Linked DNA regions of Mus musculus: region 2 is linked to region 1. The links are chromatin contacts, called in public HiChIP or PLAC-seq maps. All regions are on one chromosome and are shown on one strand. Each heading gives the region's core, a stretch centred on a gene start, on an enhancer-like site or on the middle of the called end of the contact. The rest is flanking DNA. Distances are from core to core; before and after follow the strand shown. Region 1 overlaps Wdr72 (WD repeat domain 72). Region 2 has its middle 42 kb from the start of Gm38678.

Evidence for each region. HiChIP or PLAC-seq counts read pairs in DNA pulled down with a chosen protein or histone mark.
Region 2: a FOXA1 HiChIP or PLAC-seq map of pancreatic cancer cells shows a contact between it and region 1. The contact joins two enhancer-like sites. A contact is called at or near these places in 2 of 39 promoter capture datasets (cranial neural crest and embryonic stem cells) and 1 of 115 datasets of contacts at active chromatin or transcription factors (pancreatic cancer cells).

What each region holds. Positions count from the first base shown.
Region 1 is chr9:74,121,668-74,128,618 of GRCm38.p6, reverse strand. The region is part of intron 1 of Wdr72 (WD repeat domain 72); the gene reads right to left. Among named protein-coding and RNA genes, the nearest start is that of Wdr72, 15 kb to the right of the region's middle. Within about 2 kb of position 5,493, at least 16 of the 459 cell types and tissues checked have an H3K27ac peak or open chromatin away from gene starts, as enhancers often do. A contact at or near this core is called in pancreatic cancer cells, where this site is marked.
Region 2 is chr9:74,904,014-74,911,544 of GRCm38.p6, reverse strand. No RefSeq gene overlaps it. Among named protein-coding and RNA genes, the nearest start is that of Gm38678, 42 kb to the right of the region's middle. Within about 2 kb of position 2,119, at least 81 of the 459 cell types and tissues checked have an H3K27ac peak or open chromatin away from gene starts, as enhancers often do. A contact at or near this core is called in pancreatic cancer cells, where this site is marked.

The DNA of each region.
Region 1 (6,951 bases), core at 4,244-6,743:
GAAATGTAAATCAAATAAATACCTAATAAAAAAAGAAAAGAAAAAGAAAAAATAAAGAAAAAAGAAGCTAGGAGCAAAGAAACAGCACAGGAAAGAAAATGCTAAATTAAACTTAAATTAACATCTAAACATCTCAGAAACTACAGTAAAAGTATGTGGAAGAAAATAGCTGTAAAAAACAGCCAACGGTTCTTTTTTATAAATGTTTTCACTTTTTGTGTAATAATGTTGTGTCTATGCATCATGTGTGTGTGTGTGTGTGTGTGGTACCTGGTGAGACTAGAAGATGGCATTGGATCGCCAGGGATCAGAGTATCAGATGGTACTGAAACACCATGTAGGTGCTGGAGAATGGAACTGGGTCCTCTGCAAAAGCACTCAATGGTCTTAACCTATGCTAGCTCAGAACATATCCTAGTCAAAGCTTCCTAAGACATTAACATGCCAAGGCTGGAAATGAAAGAAAGGTGAGAATGTGCCAGGTAGAAATGAAAATATGGGTTTTGAATAAAGCCACTATTAGAAATTAAAATATTCCCACTATACAACTGTTAGGATACTATACAAGAAACAATATTTTTCTAAAACTTAATATTTTTAAGTTATATTTCCTCCAATACCCTCAACACAGAGAACACAAACAATGTATTTCATCTATAAATATTTGTGATAGAAACAATGTGTCTTAAATGGTCCTTGACCAACCAAGAAAACATAATAACAATTAGATATTATCAAAGCTTGATGACGATGAAGCCTTGTATAACAAAACCTGACAAATTTAGGCTTCCCTACTAGATGGAATATTATAACCTTAAATGCATATACTTAGAAGGGAAAATAATGGAAAAATGAGTTAAATATCAAAAGTAAAATTTTATGTATAAGAAAAGCTAGATAGGCTCAAATAATTTAGAAGAAATCAATATAGAGAAAACTATACATCATTATAAAAATAATGATAATCTATGGCTCAAACACAGTTATTTGAAAAATGTTAAAACAATTTTGGGCAAAGAGGAAATTAAATCAGATAGCAGATACAACTAAAGTTAATTTTTTAGGCTAATAACCAATTAGCTTACATAAAAATTATAGAAATTTCAGTAAAACAATTTTCAAAGAAGATATTAAATTCTGGACTAGATGAGTTTAATATGGGTACATGAATCACATGCAATCATTGATAGAAGAATTAACTGTCTGAAATATATATATACAGGTGTGTGTGGATAGACATATGTTTATGTTATTTCTTGATGGCAAATGCTTTAAGGGGAAACTGCTTTAGTCCAGGCACTAAGGAGAAGACTTGGCATATAAGAACACATGTTGCTTTTTAGAGGACCTATACTCCACAATCCTAAGCTCCTACATCCTGGCTCACTACCATCCTTAATCCAGTTCCATGGGATATGACGTCCTATTCTGACCTCAGCAGGCACCAGGTATATATAACACAGAGATACGTGTAAGAAAACAATTATGCATCCGAAATAAAATAAATAAATCTAAAAATATTTTATATTTAATAGTTAAAGGGCCTATGCTGGATTTGATACAATTTAATTAGGCCTAAAACAAATAAAATATATACGAAATAAAAACAGTATTCGATTTTACTTCTAAAATTACTCAGTTAAACATGCCTTGCAAGTCAGCTACATGCCAAACAAGAGCAAAATGTCACTTTTGATATAATGCTTAGATGTCCCACTTTCTGTGCTTCATAAAGCCAAACCTGTTTGCTTTTATATTTTCAGCATTTTGTTCATGAATAAGAAAAGCTTTCAAGACTGTTACTTGCAAATGGTTTCGAACCATTCAAGTCCTGAATTATGATTATTTTTACTGTCTATGGAAAGTTCTGTAAGGATACTGACAGTCATCCAAAAGAATGAACCTCATTCCTTGCCACTAACAGATTTCAGAACCTCAGGGAAAGCCAAAAAGGCCAAGCCACAGAAAGAGAGGAAAATAAATAAATAAATAAATAAATAAATAACATGAAACCAGTTCTATCCCATCAAGTTAAAAGGGGCACGAGGCTGGGACCCCCTGGGTCCTCCCTTTACCCTTTTACCTATATTGGTCCTGTTTGGAAATCTGCCCTACATCTTCTGTATTTTCTCCTGTCATCTGCTGGGAATGAGAAACCACCCATTCAGGGAGCCGGTTTTCACTTCCTTTTTCTACCATGTTTACTACTGCTTCAGCCCTGTGCACCGAGATCATCAGGACTCTTTTTTTTTTTTTTTTTTTTTTTTCACCCTTAAGCAGTAGGGGCAGCTTCCTTTCCAGGATTAGCATATCAGATGACTCCTGCAGATGGAGGCACACCTATCTTTACAGCCAGATCACAGAACTGTTCTTCGAATTCCAGCGATAGATTTCTACTCTGATATAACTGAAGAGCAGCTTCCCAGTAGTGTGTCTGCCACATATCACTCAGGAAAGGTGGAGGCAAGGTTGGGGAAGAAATCAAAACTCTCTAACCTGTGTATTCAAAGAATGGAGAGCATTAACTAGAGTAAGATATGACCAGTGCGGTAATAATTGAAAAATATAGAGGGCTCAAGTCATTGCAGAGTTTTCGAAGATGTATCTGCCCCTAAGAAGCCAGTCTTCTGGTCACATAGTTATTATGCTGGCAGCTGATGACAGCTGCAGGAACTCTCAGCCCATGCTCAGAGTGACTTTAAGTAAAACGTATTGAAAGGTTTAAATAGCAGTGCTGGCTTATTCTAACAATGGGTGCCTCTACAATGGGTACCTCCCAGTGGTTGCAAAGCTGGTCTCTGCCATCAAGCAGGAAACACCTGGGAAACTGTGAGTCACTGCCCTGTCCTCACCCTAGCACCTTGCCTGACATTCACTAAATATTTCTCATTCTTTTAGTTGTGAGCCTACTCTTTAAGAGCCATCTCTCCAGGCAGCTAAATATTTCTTAAGTATTGATATCCGATCTAGACAATGGGGAAGAGACTTTAAGATGTAGTGGTTGAGAGCTAGAAACGTGGCTTGGTGGTTAAGAGGAAGAAACGTGGCTTAGTGGTTAAGAGCACTTGCCCTTTTCCAGAGAACCCATTTTCGGTTCTTTGAATCCAAGTTGATCAGCTCACAAGCACTTGTGTCAGTTCCAGGGGATCTGACTCTCTGCTCCAGGTTCCGTGTACCAGCACACATATGTGAACACACACACACATGCATGCACACACACACACACACATTCACATGTACACATACATATGCACATGTGCTCACACACACCCATACATACACACACACATACACACACACACACATGAGCATTCACAAAAATAAAAGATAGAATTATGGAGGTAAACGCTCATCATGCTAATGAAGAAGTACAGCAGAAATGATAAAGCTTCTCCTGGTCTGGGAGAATGCATTCAGAGGAAGGTGATCACTTCAGCCCCGCCCCCACCCCCACCCCCACCCCCACCCCACCTGTATCTCACCAAAAAGAACAGACATAGCGGGTGTGTACTTAGGACATCATCATCTCTCTCATTTTCAATGAAAACATGTTTTCTTGAGAAAGAAAAAGAAGCTAGAAGATATAATAGGATGAGTCACACTCATCTCCATCCCTTCCTCTTCTGTCTCAGGGGTGAGGAACTAACCTTGGAGCCTTGCTTTTCTTATCCATAAAATTGGAAAAATTTACCTTTGAAAATTGATATTAGGTTCATTGTTTCTATGTAGACGATTCATTGTCTGCCTCACTTACAGTAGGTTCTCAGTATGTCTACTGAATAAATGACAAAGGCAAGGGATCACTAGGACTTTCTCTGTGGCTGGGGGATGTGTCATAGCTGACTAACGATAGCTTTGCCAGTAGTAGAGTCCCTGTGTTTACTTTTGTCACCGCTACTTATTTCTAAGAGGCATTGTGGGCATATCCAGGACATTTATCCATGACATCATCCAATTCATTATCATTACGCTTAAGTTCTATGATGGTATTCTAATCAATTGGGGAGAAAATTACGCCTGCCATGTTTAGTAAATAAAATCACAAGCTAACTAGTTAAAAGTAAATTTCAGATAAACAACTTTTTTCATGAAAGTATTGTTTTCTAGTTTTTTTGCTTTCATAAAACATCCTAGCCAAAAGTAATGTGTGGAAGAAAATAATTGATTTGGCTTACAATACCAAGTTGCAGTTCATCATTGAGGGGAAGTCAAGGCCACAGTCAAGAACAAGGAGAAACAAATGCACCCAGACTGTCTTCTGCCTGCTTGCTCTTGTCTAACTTTCTCCTATCTCATACAGCTCAGGATGCCTGCCTAGAGAATGATGCCACCCACAGTGGATCAGGCCTTTCTTCACCAGTTAATAATCCAGACAATCCCCTACATACATGTCCGTAGACCAGCCTGATCTAGAAAGTTTCTCAGCTGAAGTTTCTTAGGCAATTCTAGGTTGTGACAAGTTGACCTTTAAAATCAACCACTAATTTGACTTATTCAAAACCCTGAAAGTGCTAACGCTAAAAAAGTGTTGCTACTCTTTATGTGGAACATGTTTATAAAGTATTTATTGTTTGCTTACAGGTGAAATGTAACTCTGTTTCCCAAGTCTCTGGGGGCCTCTGATAATCCTGAGCTAAAGACAGCAATGTTGGAGGTACAAGCACCTCTTCCATTTCTCCAGATGAGAAAAATCAAACTTCAGAAAAGTTAGTCACTTAGTAAAGGCAACCCTGGTAAAGAGCAGCTGAGCCAGAACCAAAACCAAGTCTCCTAGCAAACGCTACAGAATGCACAGGACCCAGACTTTCTCATCAGAAAGCCTTACTGATCAACCCAGGAAAACTCCTTTGTAATCGAAAGGAAGGAAGGAAGGAAGGAAGGAAGGAAGGAAGGAAGGAAGGAAGGAAGGAAGGAAGGAAGGAAGGAAGGAAGGAAGGAAGGGGGATAGGGAGAGAGAGAGAGAGAGAGAGAGAGAGAGAGAGAGAGAGAGAGAGAGATCAAGCCAAGCAACTGGACCCTTTATTTAGTATAATTTTCATACAGCATTCACTGCTCTTAAAGTTGGACTCTCCTAACTCTTTCTCTATAAAGACAGTGCCAGGCAGTCCCAAGGAATGGCTGTTATCATTTTTCCTCAGAATCTGTCCTCTCCTTTCTGACCTACTTGAGACCAGCATAGTGATTAGCATGATGGACAGCTGGTTCTGCTATTGGTGTCTACTGGACCCTGGGGTTGCTAACTTAATCATAAATGGCTTTGTTTGGGGACACACCCAGACGCACAGACAGAGCAGTCCAGACCCTTTGGCTGAGGACAGGCAAGAAAAATAATTATCAGAGTAAGTCCTGTGGCACAAGGTATGAATTTTCATAATAGCCTCCTGAGCAAGGGAAAACGTCTGTGATTGGAAAGATTGCATCAGTGATGATGTGATCTGGAGTCTGACCAGTGCGGCTTCTGGGAGTGTCTCTGCTAAGTGACGGGGAACAGCACTGAGCCCCTCTAAAACCACAGCCACGGGAAGGGACCTGTGGGAAGGGACCTGCATGAATCACTTCAAGAAAGAGTCTTTTGTTTAAGTTATCAAAAGGGATAGGCTGCTCAGCCTTAAGCCAGAGAGAGTTTTGTTTATACATTTTGAGTTTACTTGGAGATTAAGGGAATTGCAGTATTAAAATCCATTGAATTGAACTCTTTAAATGGGTCTGGGTTCACAAGAATCATGAAAGTGGATATAAAGGTAATTATTTATTCTAGTTTCAATCGTCACCCTTACCTACTCCCCTTGTGACAGATAAGTGAATAAAACAGTAATTGTTAGCTAAAGTCTGGAATTCCATGAATCCAGTAAGGCCATTTTATCTGTTCAGAGTTTGGAACTTGGGAAGTGTTTGGGTGGCTCCCTTTATCTATCAGTGGGATGTTTTTATTTGTGAGTTAATTACAATATGACAATTTTTATCTTAAAAACATCATTCTGTTTATTGGGCATGAATTGCCTTTATAAACCTCAAAAGACCAGAGATGTGCACCAGGAAGAAATAGGCTGGTACTGTCATACAACTGGCTGGTTGGTGGCAAAGTCCAGTTTCATACTGGAAAACGAAGCAAAGCAAACTAAAGAAAGCAACAGAAAGAGCATCTACACAGCCCTGTCGGCTGCATGGAACCTGCCATGTCACAACAACCTTAACCACAGAGGGTATGAAGCAACCTGGACCCATGGGAACCTGAGATCTCCTGTGTACTTGACATGGTACCCACAGAAGTGTGTCTTCCAAAACCTGCCCGAATCTTAGATAAGGCAAGACAACAATAGTAAATGAATTTACTGAGTTGAAGGATGTCCAAGGCAAATAAGAATAATATAACACACACACACACACACTCCTGAGTTCTACCCTCAGAAGCAAGATCCTGCCCTCTACTCTCAGAAGCATAACTACCCCCAAATTAACCCTTAGCCAACATTAAAGCCAAGCTCCTTGCCAATACGAGTAAATGATTAGCTGCCACTTAGAAAACTTTAAGACATAATAAAAGCAATTTACAGCAAGCCTGTAGCCAACATCAACTTAAATAGAGAGAAACTCAAAAGCCATTCTGCTAAGATTAGGAACAAGACAAGGTTGCCCACTCTCTCCATACTGATTCAGGGTAATACTTGAAGTCTCAACAAGATCGATAAGACAACAGAAAGATATCCAGGGAACACAAATAGGAAGTATATACACACACACACACAAGAAGTCAGAGTATCCTCATATGCTAGTGTAGTAAGTGACCCTATAATTTTCACCAGGAAACCCCTACATCTGACTCATGTTTTCAGCTAAGTAGCTAGATCCAAAACTAACACACAAAAAGGGTAGTTTTCCTGTATACAAATGGCAAACAGATTGAGAAACAACACCTTTCCCAATAGCCTCAAAAACATAAAATATCTTGGG
Region 2 (7,531 bases), core at 870-3,369, 790 kb before region 1:
ACTCCAGCTCCAGGGGATCCAATGATCTCTTCTGGTCTCTGTTGGCATCTGCATGCCACACACACACACACACACACACACACACACACACACACACAGAGAGAGAGAGAGAGAGAGAGAGAGAGGGAGAGAAAGAGAGCACTGCGAGTTAAAAGGTCATATCATGTTGTAATCAGAATTAGTTTTATGATTATTTCTTTTGAACCAAAGCCATTCCCTGCTTTTCTCTTAAGGGTAAATACAATGACCACTAACTGGGAAGAAACTAGCATGATGTCCTAGTCCCGCACACAGGCTGAGGGAGGTTTGTGGAGATAGCATACTTGCTTGATATTTTTGTACCAAATCTGAGGGTGGTGGGTCACACCTACAATCCCAGCTACTCTGGAGGCTAGGGCTGGGAAGAGCATCTTAGTTCAGGAGTTCAAGGCCAGCCTAGGCAACACAGTGAGACCCTGTCTCAAAGGAAAAAGACAATGTTAAGTCATTATTCTTTCACTTTCTGTGGTTTGTTTGTTTTTAGATTTATTTATTTTATGTATGTGAGTACACCGTAGCTGTCTTCAGACACACCAGAAGAGGGCATCAGATCCCATTACAGATGGTTGTGAGCTACCATGTGGTTGCTGGGAATTGAACTCAGGACCTCTAGAAGAGCAGCCAGTGAGTGCTCTTAACCACTGAGCCATGTCTCTGGACCAACACTCTCTGTTTTTTGAGACAAGGTCTCATGTAGGCCAGGCTGGCCTCCAGTTCACTATGTAGCCAAGACTGGCCTTGAATTCCTGGTCCTCCTGCCTCCATCTCCTAAATGCTAGGATTATAGGCTTGTGCCACCCTGCCCCGATTCTTCACTCTGCCTTGGGAAGAAAAACCACCCTCCCCCAATTTCCAGAGATCATTTGTGTGTAGTACACCTGCTTCCGAATACGCCCATTGTACTGCAATGGGATCAATTTCCTGTTGAATTGGTTTGTCCCAGACACGTGCCAGCCAGCCTTATGACTAATGCACACCTTAAGAAGCCCTAAATAGCTGACCTGCCATTCTGGTTTTTGGTAATAGGCCTATATATATCTGGTATCTCTTCCTCATCGAGCTGAGGCAGCTGATATGGAGGTAACTTTCCTGTTCCTTTCCTACAGGGACATGAATGAGGTTAGCTGCCCCAACTCTACTTCTGTGTCAGAAACAAGTTAAAGGAAGTATCTCCAGGACTCCCAGGGGGCTGAGGATATAATAGCTCAATTGGTAGAGTATTTGCCAGCTTGCACAAAACCTCGGGTTTAGTCTCTAGAGGTGAAGGCAGGAAGGTCAATGCCATTCTTGGTCAGTTAGTGAGTTCAAGGCCAGCTTGGTTGAGAAGAGACCATTTCCTAAAACACACACACACACACACACACACACACACACACACACACACACACACACACACAGAGAGAGAGAGAGAGAGAGAGAGAGAGAGTGAGTCAGAGAGAAAGAGAGAGAGACAGAGAGACAGAGGTGTAGCAATTTTAGAGGCCAGGAGAGGGCACCGAACCCTCTGAAGCTGGAGCCACAGGAGGTTGTGAGCACCCAGATGTGGGGGAAAGAAACTGAACCCCTTTGGAAGACCAGCAAGTGCTCTTAACTCCTGAGCCATCTCTCCAGCCCTTTCGGCGGATTCTTTGAGACGAGGCTGTTCACCAAACCTGGAGCTCACGGATAGGCTGAAGTAGGTGGTTAGCAAGCAAGCCCCCAAAGAGCCTACTCTTTCTGCTTGGCCAGCCCTGGGATTTATACGCATGGGCCACCTCGTTGGCTTTTTGTGAGAGATCCAAACGCAGGTCCTCATGCTGGCAGGACAAGCACCTTGCTCACAGTCACCCCCAAGGTCACAAGCAAAGATGTTCTACAGGCGTTCAGGCACACGCACAGCGCCTGCCCGCCCGCCCGCTGGCATTGCCCTTGCCTTTTAGCTGACGTGAGTACGTCCCAAGTGTCCCTGCACCTGCCTCCACCCCCTTTATTTATTTGTTTGCTTTCGAAGCTTCGTTTGGTCGGAAGATCCTTGTGCTTGGGGACTCCGGCATTGCCCGGTTCCCTGCTCACCCTGCAGCACTCAGAGGCTGGCTGGGCTCCAGGATGAGTCAGAGGCTCGTGCCCCACACACTGGAAAACAAAGGGGGTTTCCAGCCTTTGTATTCCAAGGTGCTGAGCTTCGGTGGCGTGAGCAGGTCACTAAGGTGATGTGTATTAGATACAAGCTCACAGAACAGAGTGTTTGCTCCCTAAAACCTGGGCAAATGTTTCCAACTGGGTTCATAATAAGCTTCAGGTTCAATTAGAGGCTATTGAGGCCATGTGTGTGGCTCAGTGGCAGAGCGTGTGCTCAGCGTGTACACGGTCCTGGGTTTTGTCCCCAGCACCACCCAAAGAGGAAAGGCATTCATAGCTGTTGAAGACCTGGAGAATCCGGCCTCACCTATCTTTGTTCTCTCCCATCTGGATCTGTCACAGGTTTGTGGTCACCAGAAAGGTTGGCCCAGGAGCATACTAAGAGTAGAGTTAAGGCTGAGGGTCAAAAAGTAGACCCTAAGGCTGGGGCTGTAGCTCACAGCAGACTAGTATCTTAGCATGTGTTTCAATCTCCAGTACTAAAAAAAAAAAAAAAAAGGTTCATGAGCACACCTCCTAACACAGGCACACATACACAAATACACACACACACACACACACACACAGAGACACTCAAGCAGACACACACACAAAAGCAGACACACACAGACAAATACACACACAAAAGCAGACACACACAGACAAATACACACACACAAGCAGGTACACACAGAGACACACAAGCAGACAGACACACAAATATCTACACAGACACACACATACAGACACACACATACACACAAGCAGTTCCAAGAAGACAGAAACATAGACACAAGTAGGCAGACACACACATAAGTAGATAGTCACACACACACAAACAGACTGACAGACAGGTAAGTAGGCAGATATAGATACACACACAGACACATAGATATAAGCAGACACAAGTAGATGGACACACATACACAACAGACTGACAGGCAGGCAGACAGGCAAGCAGGCATGACACACATACACACACACACACACACACACACACACACACACAGAGAGAGAAAGAGAGAGAGCTGAGTCAAAGAAAAAGCAGGAGGACACTTGGTGATGGCTTTAAATATCCTGGTAGCTTTTGTATAGATTTCTCCCAAATTGCCATATTCTACACACAGTTACAAGTAGCCCCCTCTCTGTGTGACACAGAGTGGGATCTGTGTTTCCCAGGAGGAAGATGAATGTAGTCTCACTGAGCAGTATATGCATGCGTGACACTCTATGTGACTTAGGTGTTCATCATTTACAGAAGTCAACTCTTCTGTGTAGCACTTTTTCTTAGAGTGGCTGAGGATGAGGCTTCGTCACTAGAAACCAGGAGTAACAAGCACACCTGTAATCCTAGCTCTCAGGAGGTGGAGGCAGGAGGATCAGACATTCAAGTTCAACCTTGGCTGTATGGTGAGTTTCCCCAGCGTGGGGTAATAAGATCCTGTCTAAAAGCTTAAAATCCTAACACCTCAGAATATTTAATCTGGATACGGAGATACAACTTCCAGCTTGCAGAAAATCAGTAGAAAAAGTGCTGGACACAACCAAGTGACCTGGCATCCTTTGGGACAGGTGACCCCGTCTTCAAGGAGTCAGAACATGACTAAGAGGAGTTTAGTGGCTTGAGAAAGACATGAAGGTTTCAGGTCTATAAAAAGCAGGCACATTGTATGGTCTTATACTGGATACTACTTCCCACAATCTCACTATAAAGAGCATTTTTAGGGACAATTTGGGAAATTTTAACATTTACTGCAAATTATATAGTATCGAGGATATAAATGCACAAGTTAATTTGGTTAACTATGAAAGATGTTATTTCGACTCCAGAAACGTGTTTTTATTTTTATTTTTTAAAATGTGAACCGAGTTTAAAAACCAACTTTCTCTCCCTTTCCCTGGAATTTTCAGCCTTTAAAAGGAAGGCGACAAGACCAGGGTACGCGTGGCTGTGCTGCAGTTTTATTCTTGTTCTGGCGACCTGAAAGCAGGTGTTAATAGTCACAAGTGGGGCCAGATTCATGGGGAGAAAAGAAGAGCAAACTAAAGTGTTTGTGGACGGACACACACACACACACACACACACACACACACACACAGCTCTCCTGTGCTGCCTCTGTGAGTGGCTGAGTTCTGCTCAGTCGGCTGGCTAGTGTAGGCAGGACCTGTGTTACAGGAGGCTTCTTGCACCACAGTCTGGAGAGGCCTCTGACCCACATCCTCTCACACTCACCGGAGCTATGGCAAGGCACTCTGCAGCAAGAGACAGGCACACCCTTGTTTGCATCATGTGTTCCAGGCCTCCCAAGTTCAGGGACCCACTTCAGAGGTAGCAGGAAGCTCTGTGTTAATATTATCAGAGGACTCACCCGAGGGTGGGAGGGCAGTTGAAGTCTCTCTCTAGAGTCTTTAGTTCCTCCAGCCACACAGACCTCAGAGCTATGCCTTTAACCCCTCCGGAGAGCCTCAGGAGGGAGAATGTATAAACTTGGCCTTGACTTCTTGGATTGTGCAGTTTGGAATAAACCTTGAGATTCACAGACAGTGGCCTTGGATGTTCTCAACAGGAACCAAGAAACTACGGATGAAGTCAACTCCAAAAAGCTCATCTGTGCTTGGCTGAGGTAGAGCACACCTGAAATCCTAGCACTCACTGTGAGGCTCAGGCAGGAAGAGGCAAAATTGGAAGCCATCTCGGGCTGCCTAGTTAAGTTCCATCTTAGCTTCCATAGTGAGACTGCCTCAAACAAAACCAATACAAGCGAAAAGAAATCCCCAATCTACCCTCACATCTCCTACGTTTGAGCCGCAGACCGTCTGGGTTCTGTTCACTCAGAGAGGACTGGGTGTCCCACACTGCTAGGAAGCAGGTGAGAAATAGCTGGGTATTCCAGTGTTGCTCTGGGAGCAGGCAGGGATGCCCCTCCACCAGTTAGCAGCAGGCTGTGGATTAGGAGTGGCAGAAAGGATGTCTTTAAATAGGTTTCCGTTTCTGTTTGTTTGGTTTGAGGCTTGGTGATGGAGGTCACTCTGGGAGAAGCTTGGGACATAGCAGAGACTTTGGGCTTACATTTCGGCACCATCGCCCTTCCACTTCCATGAAGGGAAAGAACAAGGTTGGCTGGGCAGGGTAGAAAAAAAAAATGAGAAACAGAAGGATCTCTGTGCAGGGAAGGCAACACCTGCAATATTATTAAAGTATACTTTAGGGCTGGCAGTGTTGCCCAGTGGTAGGAGCATTTGCTCAGCGTGTGCGAGGGGGGCCCTGGGTTCTGTTCTGAGCACCGATAGGAATGATAAACACACCTATGGCTTAGTCCTCCCTGGAGTTCAGCCCGGCTGGCACAACCCAGCTTGACGAGGACTCCTTGGCGCTCAGTGTTGGAAAGCATGTGTCCTAATAGCCACACACCTCCTTCATAGTTAAAGGGGTTCTTGCTTTGTGAGCAAAATGTGCCTATCCAAGGTCCTAGCTAGATTAAGGTTAAGTCCTTCAGTGGACACTTGGTAGCTTGCTTGCTTTTGGTGTGTGTGTCTGTGGTGAGCATTAAGACAGTGTTTTGCCATGCATCCCAGCCTAGCCTTGAACTCACAGCCAACCCCATCCCCCGCCCCCCGGGTCACTGTCCGATCTTAGGATACAGGTGTGTGTACCCTCGTACCCAGATAGCCTGGGTGTTTTAAACACATTGTTTGGCTTCCCAGGGCTCTGCAACTAACAAAGAGCTGAGCTCACCAGGGCAGGGTGCTGACTTGAACAACTTCATGCTGAAGTGAGCAGATTTGGTTTGTGAGAAAATTGAATGAACCCATCCCAGGTGTACAATTATAGGGGAGAAAATGTGTGTGTGTGTGTATGTACAGGTAGTGCATTTATCTATAATACAAATATAAACTTACATAAATTTGTTTATAATTTTGTTTTTTAAAAATGACTTAAGGAAAAATGAGAAAAAAATGATGTGATATATAGTTTATTGGACTAAAACATTTGGGAGTACCTTTTGCTACTTTTCAGAAGTGTGACCTTGGGCACTTGGGGAGTCCTCTGAGAGCACCAGACAAGCCCTCTCTTGGGCTCCTTCAGGACAGTGCAGGCTGCAAGAGGAGGAAGGGTGTGGTGGGTGGGGTAGATAATTTAGCCTCGGAACTCGACATCACTGTTTATTGCCTCATTCTTTTGTACCTCGTCACCTAAATGTCCATAAAAACTGCATCTCCTTGTAGTTATTATACATCACACAGTGATGTCACCTGCTCTAATGTGAGCAGAAGTTATCTCAACATTTTACAGCCCTCCCTCTTTTTGATCCCTGGGTCTTCCGAGTTTTGTTGACAAGCATGTGGTCAAGTGCTGCCATCTAGTGGTCAAAGTCGATATAACTAAGACGCAGAGCTCTGGGAAAGATTAAGGAAAGGCCCAAGCCTGTCTAGCCTTTTGACCCTGGACACATGGTCATTTACAAAGTTTAAGCTGGAGACTACCCACTTGAGTTACAAAGCCAAGCGCACACACACACACACACACATACACACACACACACACACACACACACACACACACACACACACACACAGAACTCATAATGTTTTAACTATGTTTCCAATTTCCTTCCATTGCTATCTAGGGCTTATTTCCTCTTATTGATTTTTATAACCGATTTTATAGTGACAAGCATTTGTATGCATGCTTCATTGTGACCGGGCCTTTTTTCGTTCTTTTAGTTACGAGTGCAAATGGAAACTGTATGAAGAACTTGATGTGAAAGTGTCAGGTTGGTCTCTAAAGTTCCTGAACTTCTTACACTCTGGTCAATGACATGATGAAACTTAAATTCCTCTAGGGAGTCTCCAACGTGAGTTGAGGCTTTATTTATTTATTTTTGGTTTATTCATTTCTAAAACAGGGTCTTGCTGAGTAACTCTGGCTTGCCTAGAACTTGCTGTGTAGATCAGGCTGGCCTTGACCTTGTTATGGTCCCCCTTTCTCTGCTTGCCCAGGGCTATATGACAGGCATATGCCATAAGGCTTAGATTTAAAAAGAAAATGCTCTCCTAGCTGCCAGAAAGTGATGTGTCATTACGGTTTTGATCTTCATTGCCTTAGTGATTTAATATGTTAAGCATGTTTTATGTGCTTGCTAGCCATTTGTGTGCCTTGTTTTGAGAAATATCTACCCAGGTTATCTGGCCAATTACTAGCTAATCTTTGTATTTCCAAGTCGTTTTCTATATATGTTGCATGGTCCATGTTTCATCTGGGCAGCTCTTAATTCTAATTGGCCAGGTCTCATGGCCATGTTTTTATGACTCACCTACCCGATAGAGTCTTCTCCTCTCCCCACCTTCTCTCTCCCTCCTCCTTGATGTCTCCTCAGACCCCCAGTCCAGGAAA